2 separate regions of the Sus scrofa genome follow, and region 1 is linked to region 2. Evidence: chromatin contacts called from public Hi-C data. All regions are on one chromosome and are shown on one strand. Each heading gives the region's core, a stretch centred on a gene start, on an enhancer-like site or on the middle of the called end of the contact. The rest is flanking DNA. Distances are from core to core; before and after follow the strand shown. Region 1 has its middle 150 kb from the start of MIR9807. Region 2 overlaps LOC106507125 (a long non-coding RNA gene).

Evidence for each region. A called contact is a pair of places that touch in the nucleus more often than the background predicts.
Region 1: a contact with region 2 is called in a Hi-C map of embryonic fibroblasts, with 4 times the contacts expected there. The contact joins two enhancer-like sites. A contact is called at or near these places in 3 of 47 Hi-C or Micro-C datasets (adipocytes, embryonic fibroblasts and fibroblasts) and 1 of 2 datasets of contacts at active chromatin or transcription factors (skeletal muscle).

Annotation. Positions count from the first base shown.
Region 1 is chr7:10,907,542-10,912,237 of Sscrofa11.1, reverse strand. No RefSeq gene overlaps it. Among named protein-coding and RNA genes, the nearest start is that of MIR9807, 150 kb to the right of the region's middle. Within about 2 kb of position 1,722, at least 28 of the 83 cell types and tissues checked have an H3K27ac peak or open chromatin away from gene starts, as enhancers often do. A contact at or near this core is called in embryonic fibroblasts, where this site is marked.
Region 2 is chr7:10,515,470-10,520,620 of Sscrofa11.1, reverse strand. The region is part of intron 2 of LOC106507125 (a long non-coding RNA gene); the gene reads right to left. Among named protein-coding and RNA genes, the nearest start is that of CD83, 170 kb to the right of the region's middle. Within about 2 kb of position 1,575, at least 7 of the 83 cell types and tissues checked have an H3K27ac peak or open chromatin away from gene starts, as enhancers often do. A contact at or near this core is called in embryonic fibroblasts, where this site is marked.

The DNA of each region.
Region 1 (4,696 bases), core at 473-2,972, 390 kb before region 2:
CGGGTCACATTGGAGCTGGCCCACTGTCGTGACCTCCTTTCACTTTAGCCACCCTCCAAAGACCTGATGGCCAAGAGGAGCACCCTCTGAGGCGCTGGGGTTAGGACTTCCACCATGAATCTGGGGGGACACGGTGTAGCCCGTAGCAGTCGGCCGGGCGAGCTCAGGCATCGGTGCCGTGAGCGCCTCCCCCAGATACTCGGATTGCAGCTGAGGTTGGGAATCTCTGTTCCAGATGGCTCTGTCCGAGCATCCAGAAACAGCTGCTTGGAGCAGAATCCCCGGACAGTCATTTTTTACATTGTGAAAGTGCTGGGAACTTGTGCAGGAAAAGGCTGCTGTAAACAGAGCGACGCAAAGAGCTTCGGATACCAAATGAGGTGACCGTGGAGAGACTGTTCAGAAGTCCCTCCTGCCTCCCTGGGGATGGGGATGGGGGCGCTGCTCTTCTCCCCCGCCCCCGCCCCGGGGGTCCAGCAGGCGGGGTGCTTTTAAGGAGCTCCCCAAGGACGGCCAGACTCCCTCACTGCACTGCTGGATTTTCTGAGCGTCGTGATCTGTGGCTTGGTTTCCTGAGTTGACCTACCCCCCAGGAGGGGCGCGCCCTGTGCAAGCAGCTGGCCTCAGTTCTTGGGCCAGGAATACAGTAGCACCTTCCAGAACCCCGCAGCGGGGCCCTTGGACAGACACGCCTGCCTCCTGTGAGAGTGCTTGATGAGAGGTGAACAATTAACGGGAGGCTGGGGTCGCTCCCAGGCGGATCTGCCGCGGGTGGTGACTGGCGTGTGGGGGCGAGTGTCGTGATGCAGCGCCCGGGCTGACTCAGCCCAGCTCCCCTCCCGGCTCCCGGCAGGCACGCACTGGCGCCTCCTGGCTCAGCCCGCGGCAGGAGTCTGTTTCTCTGTTGCTCTTGCCCTGCAAACTCAGTTCTGGCTTTTTCAAAGATTGCTGATTTTTTTTTTTAAAGACAATCCTTTTGTGAATCTGACTTTCCTTTTTGTTCATAGCTGATGGTTGCCCTGTGTCTCTCACTCCGAGGCCAGTTATTCACAAGTAAGAGGAGCGGTTCCCCCCGCCTCCCATGAGCCCACATTCATCCGGAGGTCAGGAGGCACTCAAGTTCCCCTCCTGACGTCCTCTGTCCTTAGTCCCCCCCCTCCACCCCACCCCGAGAGGACAGACTTGATGCGGCCTCGCTCTCCAGCCTGGAATGTGTGTCAGGTGCTGGCTTGGGGGGCTTTCCTTCCTTCACTGCACGGCATCCTCTCAGAGGACCAAAGCCACCAGTATGCTTGGCACCCCCACTTTGCAGATGAGGAATCAAAGCTCAGGGGGTGAAGACCTGCCCGGGAATATCCAATGGTGGGAGAATCAGATTCAGATCTACCTCATCCTGACTCCAGATCCCATTCCTGGCTGCTGGGCCTTCTGAGCAGTGCTGACACACCGCTGCTGATCCCATGCGCCCCCCTGGCTCTACAAGGCATCTCTCTGGTGGGCCGTCTCACACCTCTGACCCAGACCTTTCCTTGCCTGAGCTGCAGGCTGGGGCCCCTCGGAGCTCACCTGCCCCCCGCCGAGCTCCAGATGGCCCTCTTTTTGGGAGCCTGCTCTGCCCTGACCTTCCCTTTCCTGAGGATTTGTCTCCATTCAGTGACTCAGGCCAAGATGTGGGAGTCACCCTTGACTCCTCGCTCTCTCCCAGCCCACAGGCACGTCATCAGCGAATCCAGCGAGACTAACAATATCCAGAACCCAGCCACCTCCTCCCACCTCCGCCGTGACCGCTCTCCTCCCCGCCTCCGTGAGTCATCTCTGTCACCCCCTCATTCAGAGCCCTTGGAGCCTTCCTGTCTCATTCAGGGGTGTCAGTTATTAAGTTATTGCCTCCTGACTCCACGCCCGTCCTTCCACATTGGATTTCACCTCGCCCCGACTGGGCCCCCAGAAACCACCCTTCTCCTTGCTCAGCTCGCTCGGCCGGTAGGAGGCGCTAGAGGGAGAGCTCACCCCTGCAGAAGGGACTGCTTCCTCTGTTTTCTGTGGGTTCCCCTCGCCTGCACCTCCTGTGAGGGGCACCACGGCCCTACTGCCTCACCCCCACAGAGGCAGGCCCTTGCCGTAGCAGCAGTTACATCCACGCTGCAACTTTCTTCACACTCAGGAACCAACCTCACTGTGCACCCCAGGGTCAGCAGAGCTGGTTGCATTTCCCCCTCTGCAGGGTCCTGAACCTGGAGGACCCTCTTCAGAGCTTCCAGGGGTGTTTTAAGCGGCCTTGGGGAGAATCCTAAAGAGGGTGCTGGCATCACAGGAGAATGAAGACGGGAGCCACCTGGCACTGTCAGCGTCTCCACTGCGCGAGGCCCTGGCTGTACCTGGGAAGTGCGTTACATCCTCCCTCTCTTTTCACCCAGTTGCTATAGTTTTTCCCGGCTGGGAGGCCTGGGGGGGGTGCAGAGCTAACTAAATTTAGAAGTTGCGGAATCTACGGCATCTCAACTTCACTCTCACTTTCCATTCTGACTGGCTTTTGAACTAATGGACATGGAGGGGCTGCCTTCCTAGAACAGTATCCTCCGAAGTTCATGGAACACCCTAAGTGGTTACCAGCTCCCGTGAGCTTAATTCATAACAGACAGGCTTGGGAGTGTCGGTGGCTGGCTTGTCCTCTGTGTACAGACTTTGTGAGGCCAGGTCTGCCGTGGAGATGGCCACACCTCACTTCTAAGATGAAGCTTCATCGAACTGGACTAACGACATTTTCAGACCAGGAAGAGGCAAGAGAGTTTCTTGACGCTAGCAGTTAGCAGGGACTCACCTTCCCAGAGCTGAAGGTGGAATGGACCCTAAATCCGGCACGTTCCGGGCTACACCCTGCCCTGCTGGGTTGTGGGTAGGTTCCCTGGATTACAGTGGCATGTTACAGTTCTCACTGCGTGGTTCATCTGTTCAGTCTTGTTTGCCTTGGACCTGAGCCACCCGGGTTTCTGAAGGTGGTGAGCTGGCCACTGTTCCTGGCCCCACAACACAGGTGTGATCTGTGCCATGTGAAATGCGAGTGGCAATTATAGTGGCTGATTTGAAAGGAAACTGAACACCCTAGCTTTCACCCGGTCAGCTTGACTTGGCTATGGGCACCTTTCTTCTTGGGCAAATGAGGGCTGAACTCTTGAGTCAGACTCTTTCAAGGGCTTGCATTTCTAGGTTCCAATCACAAACAAGACAACCTTGTGAAGCTGGGGGCTGTCTACACTCTCAGCAAACTGGTGGCCTGTAAAAGGAGACCCTTGAGTACATAAAACCCCTCACTCTAAGGGTTTAGATTTTGCTCAGGTTAGAGCTACTACTGCCTTAGTTTACTGTGCCATATACTTTTTTCTTTCTACGGCCACACCCACGGCATATGGAAGTTTCTAGGCAAGGGGTCGATTCGGAGCTGCAGGTGCAGGCCTGCATCACAGCCACAGCAACACGGGATCTGAGCCAAGGCTGGGACCTACACCACAGCTCACGGCCATGCCAGATCCCTGACCCACTGAGCAAGGCCAGGGATCGAACCTGCATCCTCATGGATACTAGTCAGATTTGTTTCCACTGCGCCACAACAGGAACTCCGAACTGTGCCATATTTGAAACGAGAAATTTGAGCTGTATTTTAACTTTGGAAATTGTTGGGCAGGAGGTAATTGATAAGTACCCTCGGCGCATGTAGCACTGTGCTGGGAACTCAATGGGGAACCTAAAATCCAGGGTATGCTTGGTTACTGTCCTTAGGAAGCTCCTAATCCGTTTAAGGGAATAGAAGCTACATACACATAGACCCCATAAAACCAGAGCATGCGTAAGCATTAAAATGTCTGTCAAGGAGTTCCTGCCATGGCGCAGTGGTTAACGAATCCGACTAGGAACCATGAGGTTGCGGGTTCGGTCCCTGCCCTTGCTCAGTGGGTTAACGATCCGGGGTTGCCGTGAGCTGTGGTGTAGGTTGCAGACGCAGCTCGGATCTCACGTTGCTGTGGCTCTGGTGTAGGCCAGTGGCTAAGCTCCGATTCGACCCCTAGCCTGGGAACCTCCATATGCCACGGGAGCGGCCCAAAGAAATAGCAAAAAAACAAAACAAACAAAAAAAAAAGTCTGTCGAGACAGGCGTGCTGTAGATACTCAGAGAAAGAATCCATCACTGTGGACCTGCGCTCACTGGAGAAGGCTGCGCTGGAATTGGAGTGGCCTGGAGAAAAGGTGGAGGAGAGGGGGGACCTCAGGCCAGTGGCGGTCCGAGCAGGGACTTGGTGGCTCCGACACTGGATTTACAAGTGGACGCGCTGCTTCTGAGGGCGTCTTTAGGGAGGGTGGCGAGCAGATGGGAAGGGCTGGAGTTGGAGCACCCCGGTCCGGTGGGGGGACACCAACCAAGGGAAGTCAGACTGTAGTTTGTGCAATTTGAAAGATGAAACGATGATTCAAAGGGGAAAAGATAAGAAATATTTGGCAACTGTGCCTTACAAGTCAAATAAGAGGTACAAGTCCTCCTGAGGACTTGGGAGGAGGGAGGAAACCCCCCGGGCAGGTTCGTCAAGGAGCCTGGAAGGGGAAGGGCCAGGGACGGGGAGGAAGAGGAAGGGGAAGAGGCAGAAGAAAGGAATCATGGGGGTGGGGGCTCAAAGCAAAGCTGACGCTGGAAGGTGTCCGGCTA
Region 2 (5,151 bases), core at 326-2,825:
TCTGCCCTACTTAGCCTTTCACTTGTGGGATCTGATGCAAACTCTGGTTAGTTAACATCAGAACTGAATCTGACACTGGTCAGAATGGCCATCATTAACAAGTCAACAAATAACAGATGCTGGAGTGGGTATGGAGAAAAGAGTACCCACCTTCACGGTTGGTGGGAATGTAAATTGGTACAACCCCTATGGAAAGCAATATGGAGGTTCTTCAGAAAACTAAGTATAGAACTACCATGTGACCCAGCAATCTCACTCCTGGGCATATATCCAGACAAAATTTTCACTAAAAAAGACACATGCACCCCTATATTCATTGCAGCACTATGCACGATAGCCAAGACATGGAAACAACCTAAATGCCCATCAAAAGATGAATGGATTAAAAAGATGTGGTACATATACATAATGGAATACTACTCAGACATAAAAAGAACAAAGTAATGCCATTTGCAGCAACATGGATGGAACTAGAGACTCTCATACTAAGTCAGAAAGAGGAAGACAAATACCATAAAATGTCACTTACATCTGGAATCTAATATATGGCACAAATGAACCTACCTACAGAAAAGAAACAAACACAGAGACATGGAGAACAGACTTGTGGTTGCCAAGAGGGAGGGGGAGGGAGTGGGATAGACTGGGAGTTTGGGGTTAGGAGATGCAAACTATTGTATTTAGAGTGGATAAGCAATGAGATCCTGCTGTATAGCACAGGGAACTATATCTGGTCACTTGTGATGGAACATGACGGAGGATAATGTGAGAAGAAGAATATGCATATATATATATACATATATATGTGCGTATGTATATATATGTATATATGACTGGGTCACTTTGCTGTACAGCAGAAACTGACAGAACATTGTAAATCAATTATAATAAAAAAAATTTTAAAGAACTGAATTGAATTATGGACTCTCAGTTGGTGCTGCAGAATTGGCACGAGATTGCAGTAAGTCACCTTGTGGCTGAAACAAGGATCTCATGATGCAGAGAGTTTGGGTTAAATTGCTTGTACTCTTATTGTCCATATACCCTCTCATAAAGAGTCTGTTTCTCATCAGGTAAACGTTTGTAAAAGAACAATACCTATATTCAGGGCTAACATGAAGGTTAAATATATAGGAAAAGTACCCTATAAATTGAGGAACGTAAAGCAAATATTAGCTACTATTACGGCACCAGACTAATGCATAATCAAAATCTTATTTACAGCCCAACAAGAGCTTTGTGGCCCAATTTTTACCCCTTTTCCAGTCAAGTGAGAGAAATAATGAATGTAGATTCCCAAAGCTAAAGATATAAATTTGGTACTATGTGTCTTTTGTGTGCATGTCTGGGATTTTTTTCCAACCAAGTTTTTTCCACTCCGTTCCAGGCAGAAAGTCGACAATTTCTTCTCATGAATCATCTCTCTATGGCACTCTTCCACACCCAGCAGAAAAATTATGTGAGGCCATGGTCTTTGCTGGCCTGTGCTCAAAGAAAACATGCAGAACCGAACTCCATGTGGTCTCTGAGTCATTCCTCAGATCCTGAATTCTCTCAGCCCTTGACTCTGAGTTGGGTTAGTGGGAATCCCAGCTGGATGCTGTGGGGACGGTTGCTCTCGAGACTCAGCAGAAAGGGATGGGGATACAGTGAGGTGAATAAATATGTCTGCTGCACCTACTCGTGAAAATGAGACTCAATCTCCGCAACAAAGATAAGATGAGCCTGTGGGATTTTTTTAACAATGCAAGGCTCTAGTTAATAGGATGCTACTTTCCTGGGTCCTCTGTGCCCCCATCCAAAGACGGTCAAGCACAGCTACGATTTTATAAGGCAGCAAGAATAAACTATGGACACACTGTGTGCTCAGGACTGCAGGGATCAGGAAAGATGAGAACAATACCTGCCAACTAAATTCAAACACGCATTGAGTACTTCCTTGACGCCAGGACTGGCGATGTAAGAACTACGGTCTTGGGCTTCAAACTCTCTATGTATCTACACACACGCACGCACGCACGCACGCACGCACGCACGCACGCGCACACCTTAAAGAGATCGCTGGGCCGCTGTTTTATGTTACCCTCACCGAAATCTTAGCAGGAAACCAAGAGCAGGTCTTCAACGCTCTGGTTTCTCTTCACAGAGCCTGCCTGAGACCTCGAGCTTGGGACTTAACTTGCCCCAAACGCACCAAACCGGACTTGCTATGCAGAGAAAAGCATTTTGCTCCTGTGAAATGACCTCGCTCATGGTGAAACCGTAAAAAGAAAGCTTTCCGATCATGTATCTCCATCACACAACTTAGAAAAATGAGGAGTTTTTTTTTTTTTAAAGTTAAATTATTTTGGCCCGTAAGTTTTCAGATGGGGTTGTATATTTCCCTAAAGGGTCAAAAATAGAACATTTATTAAATGGCAAGTTATTCAAAAACCAGCACAGGCCCCAGTTGTCTTTCAAAAGCTCAGATTTACTGCATATTTCTCCCTTGAGAAAGGCCTTTTTAAAAATGTTCATTTCCATTTTAAGAGACTGAGGGCTTTGATCTGTTGGGAGCATTCTTTTCCTTTCCCTGACTGGGGCCTATGGACGACTCCAGGCAGAGCTGGAGCCTTGCTCTCAGGGCCTGTGTTCTTCCATGGCCTTCCCCTGGGGTTGGAACAGCACCTCCCACATGGGCCTTCACCCTGGTTAATCCGCAGGCCAGGCTGAGGAGTCCCGACACCAGGGGCCACGGGGCCAGGTTTATTCTTCACCCCTCAGTGAGCATCCAGCTTCTAGGACATAAGACACAGGTAAAACAGCTTTGGCATCCTTAGACCCAGTGGAAGCTGCCAGGCCTTCCTTTATTCAGAATTTCATAGTCAATTTAATGTTGTTATTCCAATAATGTCAAATCATAGCCACTGTGATATTGGAGTGTATTTTGCTTCTGAAAAAAAAAAGTGTACATTGATATGGGTGGCACACCTGTTGGCCACACATTTTTCTATTCTAGACAGTGGGAGCTAAAGGGTGACATGGGTCACTTTTAGTATCGAAACTGCTTTGTTTTCAAATGACAGCACACCTCCCTCTGTAGGACCACCTCTGGCCCCCCCTGCCCCTTGGAGCAAATTAAAGAGAGGCTGCCCTAAACAGCAGATTCAAGTCCCTCCAAGGTGCCCACCTTGGCGAGCCCATCACTGCTAGGTCTCAGCTCCCACTCACCTGGCAACAGTAGGCAGTGTGCCTGACCCCCACCACCACCTCTTTGAGATTCCTGCACAATCTGCCCAGACACACACACACACACACACACACACTCACTCACTGAAATCCCTGGGGTAGACCAGATGTTCCTTCCAGTGCTACACACTTCCTTATTCTTCTGCTTCTTCCCTTCCTCCTCCTCCCCCTCCTCCTCTCTCCTCCACCCCCCCCCCCATCCCCTCTCTTCTGCAACAATACAATGAAATGGTACATAAGCTTTACATGCAGTCGACCTGCAGATTCAACACCAACATTTCATGGCCAGGCCACTCTCGGAGGTCACTGTCACTCAGCATTTTATCACTAGGCTGTTCCATTGAGTTTACTCCATAGGCTAAGTGCCTGTTAGGAGAAACAGGATCACGGGGGTACAGAGACAGAATGAACAGTTGAGAGAGGTGGGCCACCTGCCCTGGACACCCGCTGCCATCTCTCACAGGTAAATGACATGTACGGGCTGGAAAAAACCAACCCTCCTATTTTCTTGTAGCACACTTTGTTTATTTGTTTGTCAGATTAAACGTTCAATCAGTTGTGACAAGCCGATGTACTACACAAGGCATCGTGTGATCCAGTGTAAACCCTGGGCTCTCCAGGCGGAAAGGAAACCAATCCAAGCTGCTCTCTCCAGGCTGTTACCCACTGTGGAGGGAAAAACGCTAACAAGGGGGTTTCTTCCAACTGACTTTCTATGGCAGGGAGGGAAAGAAATCGTGTTCCCCAGGAGAAAGCAGTTGATTTTATTTTATTTTATTTTATTTTATTTTATTTTATTTTTGTAGCTGCAGGCAGTCTGTGGATAAGTGGGTATTACGATCCTGGTACATCTCTAATTAATAAGATCAATTGCTTCTGTATTTTCTTTTACAAACTCATTTAGATATGTCAGGGCTGCAATTATTTTGAGAATGATCTGGCTTTACGCTTATTCATCTTTCCTCTTCCTCAAGGAGAAAATAAAACTGTCAGCTTAAATGCCCTTTGAAGTCTGTTTTAGAGCTTTGATTGAAAATTAAAAACAAAGTCGCTAGCCTAGTGGCACTTACAGGGTCAAAGTTCCCGTCCGCACACTGGGTGTGTGTCTGTGTGTGTGTGTATGTGTGTGTGTGTGTGTGTTGTGTTAATTTCTGGTTTTAAAAGGGCCCTGTGTTGGCTTTCTAGTAACATGTTACATCCCTTTGCTTTAATCTCCTTAGATCTACAAGAACCCTGAAGTTTATACTATTTTTACATAGAGAAGCACCGGGCATATTGCTTAGCTGGTGTTTTCTCACTCGGAGAAGGATCTCTCTCCAAATGGACATGGTCACGCTTGGTGTGAACGTGGAGGATGGTTTTGGGAGCTTTGCTCACCACTTTCCCACCCCCTGCAAGAATTACTGCCCACTGAACATGCAGAAATCCACCCCCACTCCTGGGGACCCAGATGTCACCCTGCCAGGCGGGAAGCCCCCACCCTCCCTCCTCCTCCTCCAAGGCTGTGCGCCCAGCTCGGACAGCTTCACCACTGAAAACCCGAGAACCTGCCTGGGCATCCCATCCGTCTCAGTGCAGCCCCCATGGACGCAGACAAATAAACCCAGTTGTCCCCGCGGTGCCCGAGGAATGCTTCTAGAAGCTCAATCTGGGCAGGGTGGACCCAAACTGTTCTGAAGGAGACTTAAACCTTTTCTTGGAGAAGACAGAGAGGCTGGCACGAGGCTAACAAATCAGAGAAACTGCCCTGCACCGAAGCAACCGTCTCTCCCTGGCCATCCCCTGCCTGCTTCTCCCTCCCCTGCCTTTTGTCTGATTTGTCTTTAAGTTTTTAGCATTATCCCTCCGTTGACGAATGAATACTCTTCTGGAAAATGAGGTATTTCCAGAAGCTGGCAGACACTGACTGGAGCTCAGCGGTCT